3 separate regions of the Mus musculus genome follow, and regions 2 and 3 are each linked to region 1. Evidence: chromatin contacts called from public HiChIP or PLAC-seq and promoter capture Hi-C data. All regions are on one chromosome and are shown on one strand. Each heading gives the region's core, a stretch centred on a gene start, on an enhancer-like site or on the middle of the called end of the contact. The rest is flanking DNA. Distances are from core to core; before and after follow the strand shown. Region 1 holds the start of Znrf3 (zinc and ring finger 3). Region 2 overlaps Kremen1 (kringle containing transmembrane protein 1). Region 3 overlaps Kremen1 (kringle containing transmembrane protein 1).

The links. Promoter capture Hi-C pulls out the DNA fragments that hold promoters and counts their contacts. HiChIP or PLAC-seq counts read pairs in DNA pulled down with a chosen protein or histone mark.
Region 2: an HNF4G HiChIP or PLAC-seq map of pancreatic cancer cells shows a contact between it and region 1. The contact joins the enhancer-like site here to the promoter of Znrf3 in region 1. A contact is called at or near these places in 12 of 39 promoter capture datasets (the C10 cell line, the HPC-7 cell line, cranial neural crest and 7 more), 3 of 484 Hi-C or Micro-C datasets (bone marrow-derived macrophages, erythroid progenitors and uterus), 13 of 115 datasets of contacts at active chromatin or transcription factors (the NIH/3T3 cell line, the SCID.adh cell line, T-cell acute lymphoblastic leukemia and 9 more) and 2 of 9 other capture datasets (adipose tissue and embryonic stem cells).
Region 3: a contact with region 1 is called in a promoter capture Hi-C map of the HPC-7 cell line, with 4 times the contacts expected there. The contact joins the enhancer-like site here to the promoter of Znrf3 in region 1. A contact is called at or near these places in 11 of 39 promoter capture datasets (the 3T3-L1 cell line, 3T3-L1-derived adipocytes, the C10 cell line and 6 more), 1 of 15 datasets of contacts at CTCF or cohesin (large pre-B cells), 5 of 115 datasets of contacts at active chromatin or transcription factors (effector CD8 T cells, embryonic forebrain, embryonic stem cells and 1 more) and 1 of 9 other capture datasets (liver).

What each region holds. Positions count from the first base shown.
Region 1 is chr11:5,443,314-5,446,954 of GRCm38.p6, forward strand. It overlaps Znrf3 (zinc and ring finger 3), which reads right to left and starts at 1,534. Exons shown (of 9, transcript NM_001080924.2): 1 at 1,075-1,534. The coding sequence starts at 1,365.
Region 2 is chr11:5,242,573-5,245,902 of GRCm38.p6, forward strand. It overlaps Kremen1 (kringle containing transmembrane protein 1), which reads right to left. Exons shown (of 9, transcript NM_032396.3): 2 at 1,203-1,365. Among named protein-coding and RNA genes, the nearest start is that of Gm25142, 7.6 kb to the right of the region's middle. Within about 2 kb of position 1,844, at least 163 of the 459 cell types and tissues checked have an H3K27ac peak or open chromatin away from gene starts, as enhancers often do. A contact at or near this core is called in the NIH/3T3 cell line, the SCID.adh cell line, T-cell acute lymphoblastic leukemia and 5 more, where this site is marked.
Region 3 is chr11:5,213,564-5,216,962 of GRCm38.p6, forward strand. It overlaps Kremen1 (kringle containing transmembrane protein 1), which reads right to left. Exons shown (of 9, transcript NM_032396.3): 4 at 1,844-1,968. Among named protein-coding and RNA genes, the nearest start is that of Gm25142, 37 kb to the right of the region's middle. Within about 2 kb of position 2,073, at least 45 of the 459 cell types and tissues checked have an H3K27ac peak or open chromatin away from gene starts, as enhancers often do. A contact at or near this core is called in the HPC-7 cell line, where this site is marked.

The DNA of each region.
Region 1 (3,641 bases), core at 284-2,783:
ACTCAAAGCTCTGCGTGCAGCTTCACCCTCCTGTCTACACTCGGAGCTGCTCTGAAGTCATCCCACACAGTCCCTTTTCTCTTCATAATTCACCCAAGAGCAAAGCACCGGAGATCCAAACTATAGGCCTCTAAAGTTCCAAAAGATTCAAAGACGAGCCAACCGTATCAGATCACTCCTACCAGAGGTGCGCCTAACAACCATAAGTGCGCTGCCCTGGAACATGGTAGTGGATAAAAACCATCGTCGAGGGAGCGGGAAATCTATGCAGCTATCCATCCGCTGAGGCTTCGACTGAGAGTCCCTCCTCAAAGACTGGGGACAGCTCAAAGCTCTCCCTAGCCAGCCTCCTTTGGGACGCAGCCCTCTTTCATTTGGAGCAAGGTGGAGGCCCTGTCAGTGAGAGACCCTGGCTCGGGTTTGCAGGCCTCTTCGGTATTAGTCCTTGACCCAGGGGCGAGCCTGCGGTCTTTCTCATCCCCTGTAATCTGAGGCACGGCCACGACAGTGCTCTGCCAATTCCCACTCCTCAGCCAGCTCCGCCTGCTCCCTTCCTGCTGCTGCCCGTCCAGAGCCCTGCCAGAGGGTTGGTGTCTAGGTAAGGCTGCCAGTAGATTTCAGCAAAAATAACCTGAAGATGTGCACCCCGGCAACTGGGTCGCTCCGAAAACGGAGCAAACGTGGATGGAAAAGCAAAGCCTGCGACCTCTAAGAAGTCGCTCCATCCTTCAACTTGTCTCGCCTTTGCAAAGTTGGCATTCAACAGGTAGTTCCCGGGACTTTCACCTGAGGGAGAAAAACGTCCCGCCAACTCAAGAGTGCCGCCCAGGCGCCCATGCCCAGCTCAGCGTCCCCACCCCCACCCCGGCGCGGTGCACCCACCGGAGGCCGAGCCCCCACGTGCGCTCGCCTCAGCCGCCGTGCCCCGGAGGCCCCGTCCCGCCCGCCTGGGAGGGATGCCGCCGGGCTCCGCGCCTCCCCCCCGCCCGCCCGCCCGCTAGCCCGCGGCGGGGTCGGCGGGCGCAGCCCCCGGAGCCATCTTGTGGCGGCGGAGCGCGGGGCCCGGGTGGCTACCTGCACGATCTCGCCCTCGGCGCTGAGCATGGCCCCGGCCCGCGAGAAGCGGCCCGTGAGGCCGGTGGTGTGGGTGGTATAGTCGCCGCTCGGGCTCGACTCGAACAGCACCACCTCCACGAACGCCGTCTCCTTGGCCCGCGCCGCGCCGGGCCCCGCGGCCGCCAGCAGCAGCCCGAGAAGCAGCGGCAGCGGCGGCGGCGGCGGCAGGCGACGACCGCGGGGGCCGCGGCGGAGGCGGCGGCGGCGGCGGCCCGGGGCCCCTGGGCGCCCGCCCGAGCGTGGCCTCATGGTCCTGCGGCGGGAGGGCGCGGAGGGCGGGCGCGGCCGGGCATAGTCGCGGGCCGGCGGAGGACCGAGCGCGGGCGGTCGCCTCACAGCACCATCGCGGCGGCGGCGGCTTTGTGGGTCGCAGGCTCTGCTCCGCTCCCCCGGCCGTCGCGCCGCGGCCCTTTCATCTGCTCCACGTGAGGGGTTATCCCCGCCCCCGCAGCGTCGTGACCCGCTCTCCCCTCCCTCCCCGCGCTCGGCCGCGGCCACCTCCGAGGGGAGCGGGTAGGCGGGGCGGGCGCGCCTGCGGCGAGAGGCGGGGCCCAGAGGCCTCGCCCGCCCCGCCCAATCGACTGAGTCCCGCCCCGACTCCGTTCTTAGCCACGCCCCTCCACCCTTGCTCCGCCCAGGTAGTCTTTTTCGGTCACGCCCCTTCCTCTTAGCCACGCCCCCTGGTCTGTACTCCGCCCTCCGCGGCAGACATTTCTCTTGGCAGTTGCTGGAGTACGGGGAGAGTAAGATCCTCAACCTGTTCCCGGGCGGTTTCGCCCCCTCGGCGCACCCTGCTTTGGTGCCGCAATTAGAGTCATTGGGGCGTCAAAGGCCTCGTCCTTCCGTCCAAGGATGCTTCATCCGCAGCTCCGGCACTGCTGGCCACCCGCACTCGGTGCTCGCGCCCTACCACCTCCAGGGACCGCGAAAGGCCCCGGGCGGTCAGTGGCAGTTTGCAACCCGCCGGGACACGTCCAGTTCTTACGTGGGTGTCACATAGACAGTTACCCTCAACTAAAGGAGTGAGGACAGGTGGCGGAGAACTTGAAGAAGTTATCTAGATTCTAATGGAGTTCATCTTTCCGCAGCCCTGGAGACCGTCTCCAACACTCCCTTCAAATCTCACCATGTGCAGAAGGGCGGAAGAGTCAACACGCTTAATGCACAGACTTCTGGTTGCCAAACATACCAAAGACACGTGCTCCGAACCCAGACGTCCCCAGTCACCCAGAAGATAAACTTTTAATTCTCTTCCCCTTTTTGGAACAGGATTTTTCCTTTCTCAGCAAATCTATGAGACTCACAATCCTCCTTTAAAAGCCACATTCAATTTCTACTTCCTCAGTCGTCTTCCCTCCCTGACCTGAATGGCTTTGTTTAAATATTTGCAAATATTTGGTTAGGGTGATCTGCTTCTACTTGCTACCACACCCAAAATATTAAGACAAAAAGAAAAGTCATTGAGTGTTTCCTTGAGTAATCAGCGCATCGAGGTTACAGTTTAAACTGAAAAGGAATGTTTTGCCAATGTGTTGAATAGAAAATACAATTGAAAAGAAATTCACAGAACTGTGTTACTGTGTTTGGACCACCCAAAGCTTTGGCACAGAAGGTAACTGACAAAGCTAGAGTCATTAGTTTCCCCCAAGCCAAGCTTAATCAGTACTGACTGCTCGGGAGCACTGTCATTTCCAAGGATTGTGACTTTACCCACTAAGGCACAGTCCAGTCTTTTTTTTTGTTTTGTTTTGTTTTTTTTTTGTTTGTTTGTCTTTTCGAGACAGGGTTTCTCTGTGTAGCCCTGGCTGTCCTAGATCTCACTTTGTAGACCAGGCTGGCCTCTAACTCAGAAATCTGCCTGCCTCTGCCTCCCGAGTGCTGGGATTAAAGGCGTGTGCCACCACACCTGGCACAGTCCAGTCTTTAAGGGGAAAGCAATTATTATAGCCATGCATAGCTAGCGTTGCAATCCTTAGAAGTATGAAGTCATGAACTGGTGAATGAATATGCAAATATGGTCTATCCATACAATAAAATCGAATTTTTAACATGGTAGAGTTTCAATCGGGGCTGGTGAGATGGCTCAGTGGGTAAGAGCACCCGACTGCTCTTCCAAAGGTCCGAAGTTCAAATTCCAGCAACCACATGGTGGCTCACAACCACCCGTAATGAGATTTAATGCCATCTTCTGATGCATGTGAAGACAGCTACAGTGTACTTAGATATAATAATAAATAAATCTAGAAAAAATATATTAAAAAAAGTTTCAATCTTCAATTGCATTTTAAATAACAAAATCAAAGACAAATAAAATACTGAATATTGAATGAATGCGACAAAAATATACTCAGTGAAGCATATAGCCTTTCCATTTGTATGAAATGCCAAGAATATAGAAAAATGGAAAGGTTAGTGATCACCAGATACTGAACTGGAAGGAGGATTGGGTAGTATGACTATTAATGGATTTCCCTTAAGGGGAACGAAAATATTCTGTAATTAAATGGTGATGAGTATATTCTTTG
Region 2 (3,330 bases), core at 594-3,093, 200 kb before region 1:
TGAGGATGTGAGGTTGACTTTGGAGGCTTTCTCCATCAATCTCCACATTATTCATTGGGACAGTGTCTCTCACTGAACTCAGGCTAGCCAATATGGCTAGCTAGGCAGCCAGCTCCTGGAATTTCACCTTTGCCTTCTGAGCACTAGCACGGCAGTGGGCTCTCAGGGCAGTCCAGCATTCACCTGGGTTCTTGGGGTGCCAACTGTAAACCACTGGCCATCTCACTGGCCGCCAGTGATTCTCACCTTGTCTTTAATCGGAGAAAACCGAGAACCTGATCAAAGCTGCGGCTCACCTTCCACAGAAAATCCTAACTCTACATCTGAAGACCACAGAGCTAGGTTAGGGCTTTCTGGGGAGCCAAACAGTGGCCACGTCTGTAGTCCAGCGCTTGATATGCTTATGAGGAGAGCTACTCGAATCCAGGAGTTCTGGTACAGCCTAAGGAACATGGGTCCCAGATGGTCTGAATATCAGTAGCAGCAGCTTTGATGCCCATGAAATGCCCACTGGTGGGAGGATCACCTGAAAAAATCCTCCCAAAGAGACAAGAGAGTGACCAGAGAAGGCACTGCTGTGAATGCCAGCATAAAGCAAACTAAGGTGGAGAAAAATGAGAGAGGAAGAGAGAAAAAAAAGACATGAATTCATTTTTATTTACTTTTATTTCTTGTGCGTGCTTCACTGTATGTTTATCTGTGTACCATGTGCAGTGTCTGGAGAGGTCAGAAGAAGGTGTCTGATACCCCAGAACCGGAGTTACAGATGTTCTGAGCTCCCATGTGGGTGCTGGCAACTGAACCTGGGTCCTCTGGAAGAGTGCTAAGTGCTCTTAACTGTTGAGCCATCTCTCTGGCTCGGATTAGTTCATCTTAAAAACTGATATGGCCGGGCAGTGGTGGCGCACGCCTTTATTCTCAGCACTTGGGAGGCAGAGGCAGGTGGATTTCTGAGTTCGAGGCCAGCCTGGTCTACAGAGTGAGTTCCAGGACAGCCAGAGATACACAGAGAACCCTGTCTCAAAAAAAAAAAAAACCAAAAAAACAAAAACAAACAAACAAACAAACACAAACAAACAAACAAACAAACAATGATATGGTTCTCTGAGTTGGCCAACAGGAGGTAAGCAAGCATTCCAGTTGTGCGAAAGGCTGGAAGAGGAGATGAGAGATCATCTTGAAGCGCTATGGCCCCATCTTACCTGCAATAATTGTGCTCGCCCAGTCCTCCTTCCCCGTTGGGGTACTTCAGCGTGTTGTACGGATGCTGGAAAGTCTCGTTCCAGAACAGACATGGCTTCCCACCTTGCAGCGCTGTCCAGCTCTGTGTTCCCCTGTAATCTGCACCGTTGGCTGTGAAGCACTCTGGAAGGAGGAGAACAGCATACTCATTTTCTGGCAACATTTATAGTTTCCTCCCTCTCTGGTGAATGTTTTATTTGTTTTGTTTGGATCAAGCTAGAAATGGATCATGTTTTGCTAGATCTTGGGCGGCCTGCTGGGCTGACTGAATCTGCAAAAAGGTGCCCTGTAACACTGGCACTCTTGGCACCAGCTTGTTGGGGCACTGGGACATTTCCCCTTGAAGTGTGCAGGTCCCAGTGAAGAGATAATCACAGAGCTGGTGTGCTGAAGTCCACGACGTGAGCCAGGAAACCTTCAAATCTAGATAGTTGCTAACAGCCATGCGCGTGGACTTTGGGGGCCCTCCGAGGGGGCCCCTGCGCTCGCCAGCATCTCCCTGCGGTAACTAGAACCAGGGCAGCAGCTGTAACTGAGAGCTCCCCTACAGTCGGAAAGGCTGCGAGGCCACTTGGATTTAATAAGCATCGGACACAGCAACGCTTTGGAATCCCAATCACACAAATCGGGGATGACTCACACTCCCTGGGAATGAGGAACAGTCAGTCCTCCCTGCGCAGTCTGACGTGCAAGAAAACAGGGGCAACGGAGGACGGGGGTGGCACTTTCTCTCACCTCCCCCTGAAGTGCTTTCCTAGAAAATGTGTCAAAATGGTCTCAGGTCCCATTTTATGAAATGACAGTCCTTGCAGGTGCAATCATGTACTTCTAAAATCCACTTCTCAGACTGGGGGTGGGGCTGAGGCTGACAGGCTTCCCACATCTTGTATGCATTAAACTCACAGAGGTTCATGGGAAAGGCGGAGTACAAAGAGCGATTTTTTAAAATTAGCTTAGTTAAAACTGACAGATAGAAGCACTTCAAACACTTCTCTAAGATGTATCACTGGGACCCTGACAGTCTGGGGAGTCACACCAACATGCTCAGCTCTCCCTCTTTCCTTCTCCTAGCTCACAGTGACCTATAACTTCCGGTAATAAGGACGTGGTGTAGTCTCCCGCTGGAAAGTGCATGTGCCTGCTCTAGACTAATAGGCATGTGGACAACAGGAACACAGCTCTATCCTGAAAGCCATCTGACTGCTTAGAGAAACCGTCCACAAAGCGGCTCTCTTCCAGTCACGCCTTCCTCCTACCAGCTGCTCTCTGTGTTTGGTCTGGAATGGCACCGTTTATGGACAGCTCAACTAATCTAGAATTCTAGGAGACAGGAAACCATAGCAACTTACCATGCCTGGTGCAATACTAGTTAGTAAGTGTGAGTCCTCAATTACCAAGAGGATTGTCTACTAGGGGTCTACATTAAGAAAAAGCTCAAAGATAACTGGGCACATCGACTCAGCATAGATTGGCAGATACCAACTAAAGGCTCAGTGTTGGCTTGTTGTTTGATTGCTGCTGACAGGCTCTGCGGCCTTGGTCAAGTCAACATCAGGCACATCAGTTTACAGTGTTCACATGTATGCCAGCCATACTGATTTAGCACACTCCTCTTTACCCAGGAGGCAGCCAGAGCACTCGACCACACCCAGGACTCCAGTGGAAGCACCCTTCCTCTCCTTCACCTCTGTTTTGGACCCACTGACCGCGAGAGAGCAGTTCAGGGCTCCCTTTCCTCTTCTGCTCTACAGCCCCCCCCCCCCCCAGAACTCTAAGGTTTGTCCTATGGGCGTCTGAGAGCCTCTGGGCTGGAAGCCTGGCTCTGCCCCTAGTTACTCATCGCGGTCAAGCCACGCTGGTCTGCTCTTAATCCTGGGAACATACTTTTCCATTTCCTGCCCAAATGTTCTTCCTCTAATATTTCCAGTTGCAAGATAAACATTGCCCCTCAGAATCCCCTTCCCATCTCTGCCCACCCCTGCCCCCTTCATCTGTCCACAGTACTCACTATCATACACACATACATACACAGCCCTAAATCCAGGATGCACACACTGAACACAGGGTCAGCCAACTGCACACACACAC
Region 3 (3,399 bases), core at 823-3,322, 230 kb before region 1:
TAGATACACAGCTTTTTGTATATGACCTTATAGCTACAACCTTGTTCAATTTATTCACTGATTCTAGCCCTTTTTCCATAGGTTCCTTAGAATATTCTATAAAGTAAAAAATCCTTACTTTCTAATATATTTACCCTATTTCTTTTTTCAAAAACCATTTCTTTAGCAAGACCCTCTAGGCCAATGAGGAGAGAGTGGGCATTACTGTCTGCTTATGACACTAGTTAGGAGGCATGGGCTACTTCACAACTGAAGAGGGGATTAGCTACAGGTATCCTTGACTAGATACTTGCAATTACAGCCTGGCTCTGCAGTGCATGCTTATAATCCCAACCCGTGGGCAGGGAAGGCAGGAGAACCAAGAGTTCAAGGTCAACCTGGACTATATGAGATCCTGTCTACACACACAGACACACACACACAGACACACACAGAGATACACATGTTTGTTTGTTGTATTTTGAAACACGGTCTCATAGTCTCATTATGTAGCTGTGATTGGCCTATAACTCACTATATAGACCAGGCTGGCCTGGCCTGAAACTCACAGAGATCCACCTGTCTCTGCCTCCCAACGTGTTGGAATTAAAGGTGTGCAATAACATTCATTCAGTCAATAGCCCGGTCATTGTGGGTGGTTCTTAAGGTTAGGTACACTTTTATGGAAACAGTAAGTGAAGATCTGAGATATTTGCAGACCTTGATGTTCATTTTGTGAATCACACTATGAGGGCTGTCATATGGTAACGATCCTACCATTCCTTCTATTCTTACAAGTCTGCATTTCCTAATCACCAATGTTTCTCTTCTCACTCGGCCACCACTGGGAGTGGTGTGGGGTGCTCTCATCTTAGTCAATAAGATGCATCTGTTACTATCACTCTCTGAAGCTTAAAGCTGTCAGATTTAGGTCATGGAACCCCTTTCAAGGCAGCTTCATCCAGTTGATGAATCTGTACTGTTTCTGTCCTACACAAGATGTTATGAACACATCTTGTGCTTTGAACACAGAATGGGTAATTTCCCAACAGAGCTGCTTTCTGGTGGAGACCTGAGTGCTGGCTAGACTCCCCGTTATCAGTGTGTGGCAAGGATAGTGATGAAGTGTATGTGTGTGCACACACAGCCATTGCACAGTCATATAACATTACTATCTACCTGCTTCCTCCACCACTCTCTGGACTTCCTTTCAGGTTCCCCAGCTTCCACATTTGCATGTCCCTTCTCCAGCAGCCAGAGCATGCCGGCTCTGAAACACTCAGTACATACTCACGCTCTGCACAAGCAACAAACCGCAGGGCCATGGGGTCCACTGCCTCGCTTATCTGCCTTCCTCACATGAGTATGGTATCCTTCTGTCTTGGGCTTAATTAATGGCTTTTAGACTGACTTGGTTAAGGAAAGGGAGAAAAAAAAAGGAGAGAGGGCGGGATCTTCTGTCTAATTTAATACAAAACAGCACTACTGACCCTTAGTGATTGGGAAATACATTTTAGAGAAAGAAAGAGAGAGAGAGAGAGAGAGAGAGAGAGAGAGAGAGAGAGAGAGAGAGAGAGAGAGGAAGGAAGGAAGAAGAAGAAAAGAACATTTGGAAAAGAGGTAAGGCATGGTAGTTTGCCACAGAAGGGACCCACCGCCTTGGCTTGACTCTAAGGAGTCATTAGCATCCCTGATCATAACAGACAAGGGCTGAGAGGAGGCTACCGGGGACCCCTCTCCCCATCTTTACATGAATGCTGCCTGTGCTCCAACTCCCCAGCCTACTCTTTCCATGTGACCTGACAAGTGGGCTGCTGGAATTTATCGTTATCTTTTCTAGAGTTGTACGCTGTGGAGCTGGTACCTTGAATCTCTGACTCCGACAGAAGCTGATACAGGTTTGTATGGTGAGCTTGTTAGAGGTTTTACTGGTGCCCGTGAGAGGAGGTGGGTTTCCATGATCCTTGTAGCAGCCAAGGTTTCCAGGCACTAGAGACAAACAAAACAGAAGAATTTCACAACATCTGGCTGGGAAACACTAAGAAGGAAATGCGGTCTGTGCCAGGTGTGCTCTGCCCACAGTGTTTACACCCTGAGTTACAACACAGGCAAATGACAACAAGCTCTAAGCGGACCCTCTGGTAGTGTTCTCTACACCATCTGCAAGGAAATGTGGCACACAGATCCCCAGCTTACTTTCTCCGTGTCGGGAGAATTTAGTACTGAAAAGAAGCAGGAACAATGTCTTAGAATAGAGAAGGTGGCTTTGCTTCTGTCCCATAGCACCCATCTTCCAGTAACTCAGTTAATGACACACCCAGAGGGAAAGAACAGAGGAACCCTGGTAGGAAACCCGGAGGGATTCCTTTGGCCACGTACATGCAAATCTACAAGAAGACTGATACTGTGGGCATCGAGGGAATGAACACTGTTACCACAGCACAACCGGAAGTGTCTTTAACCTCATTCAGCACACCACAGGCATCCCTGTAAACAAGCAGGTGAAGGCACGCTTCGCCAAGAGAAGTAATGTGCACATGGAACATGTTAGGCACCGAGAGCCAAGGTAGTTTCCTAAAACTGGTGATGGAAAAACCTGTCAGAGAAAAGGATGCCAAGGAGAAGGCCCGTGTTCCCCAGAGCACCGGCCAGCTCCGCCGGAGGAGCACGTTTCACGCGAACTACTGGGGAGGGGCCTGGACTTCTGGAGCTGGTCCTCATGAGTTCATAGCTTAGTGTGCAAAAGCAGTCAAGGCCTAGCTTGTTAAAGAGAGATAGAGAGAAAGACAGACAGACAGACAGACAGACAGACAGATGGGCGAAGCAGGCTGGCAGTGTCTCAGGGTTAAAGTTGCTTGCTTGGTGACCTTGGTTTGATCTGTGGAACTCACATGGTAGAGAGAACCAACTCCTAAAAGGTGTTTTTTGGTCTTCACATGTATGCTGTGGCATCTGCTACCCCCTCCCATCCCCCAAAAGTGAAGCGATCAGATTTAAATGGTTCCAGGAGACTGGGGGAGCTCGAGTGGAAAGCACAGGCACACAGCCCCGGGATTTGAGGTTAAAGTAGGAGTGGTAAATTTGAGGCCAATCTGGGCCTCACAATACATTTGGATGTTTCAAAAGTAAACAAATAAATAAGGAAACAAACTAACAAAGGGGCTGGAGAGAAGGTTCCAAGGACAAGAGCACTGGCTCCTCTCCCGTTGGACACAGGTTGGACTCCTGGCATCTATAACACTGGCTCAAGACATTTCTGTAACTCCAATTCCAGGGACTCCAGATGCCTTATTCTGGCCTCTGCAGACATCAGACATCACATGGTATACATACATACATACATACATACATACATACATACATACATGCAGGCACAGACACATAAAATAAAAATATCTTTTAAAAAATCGAACAAGATCA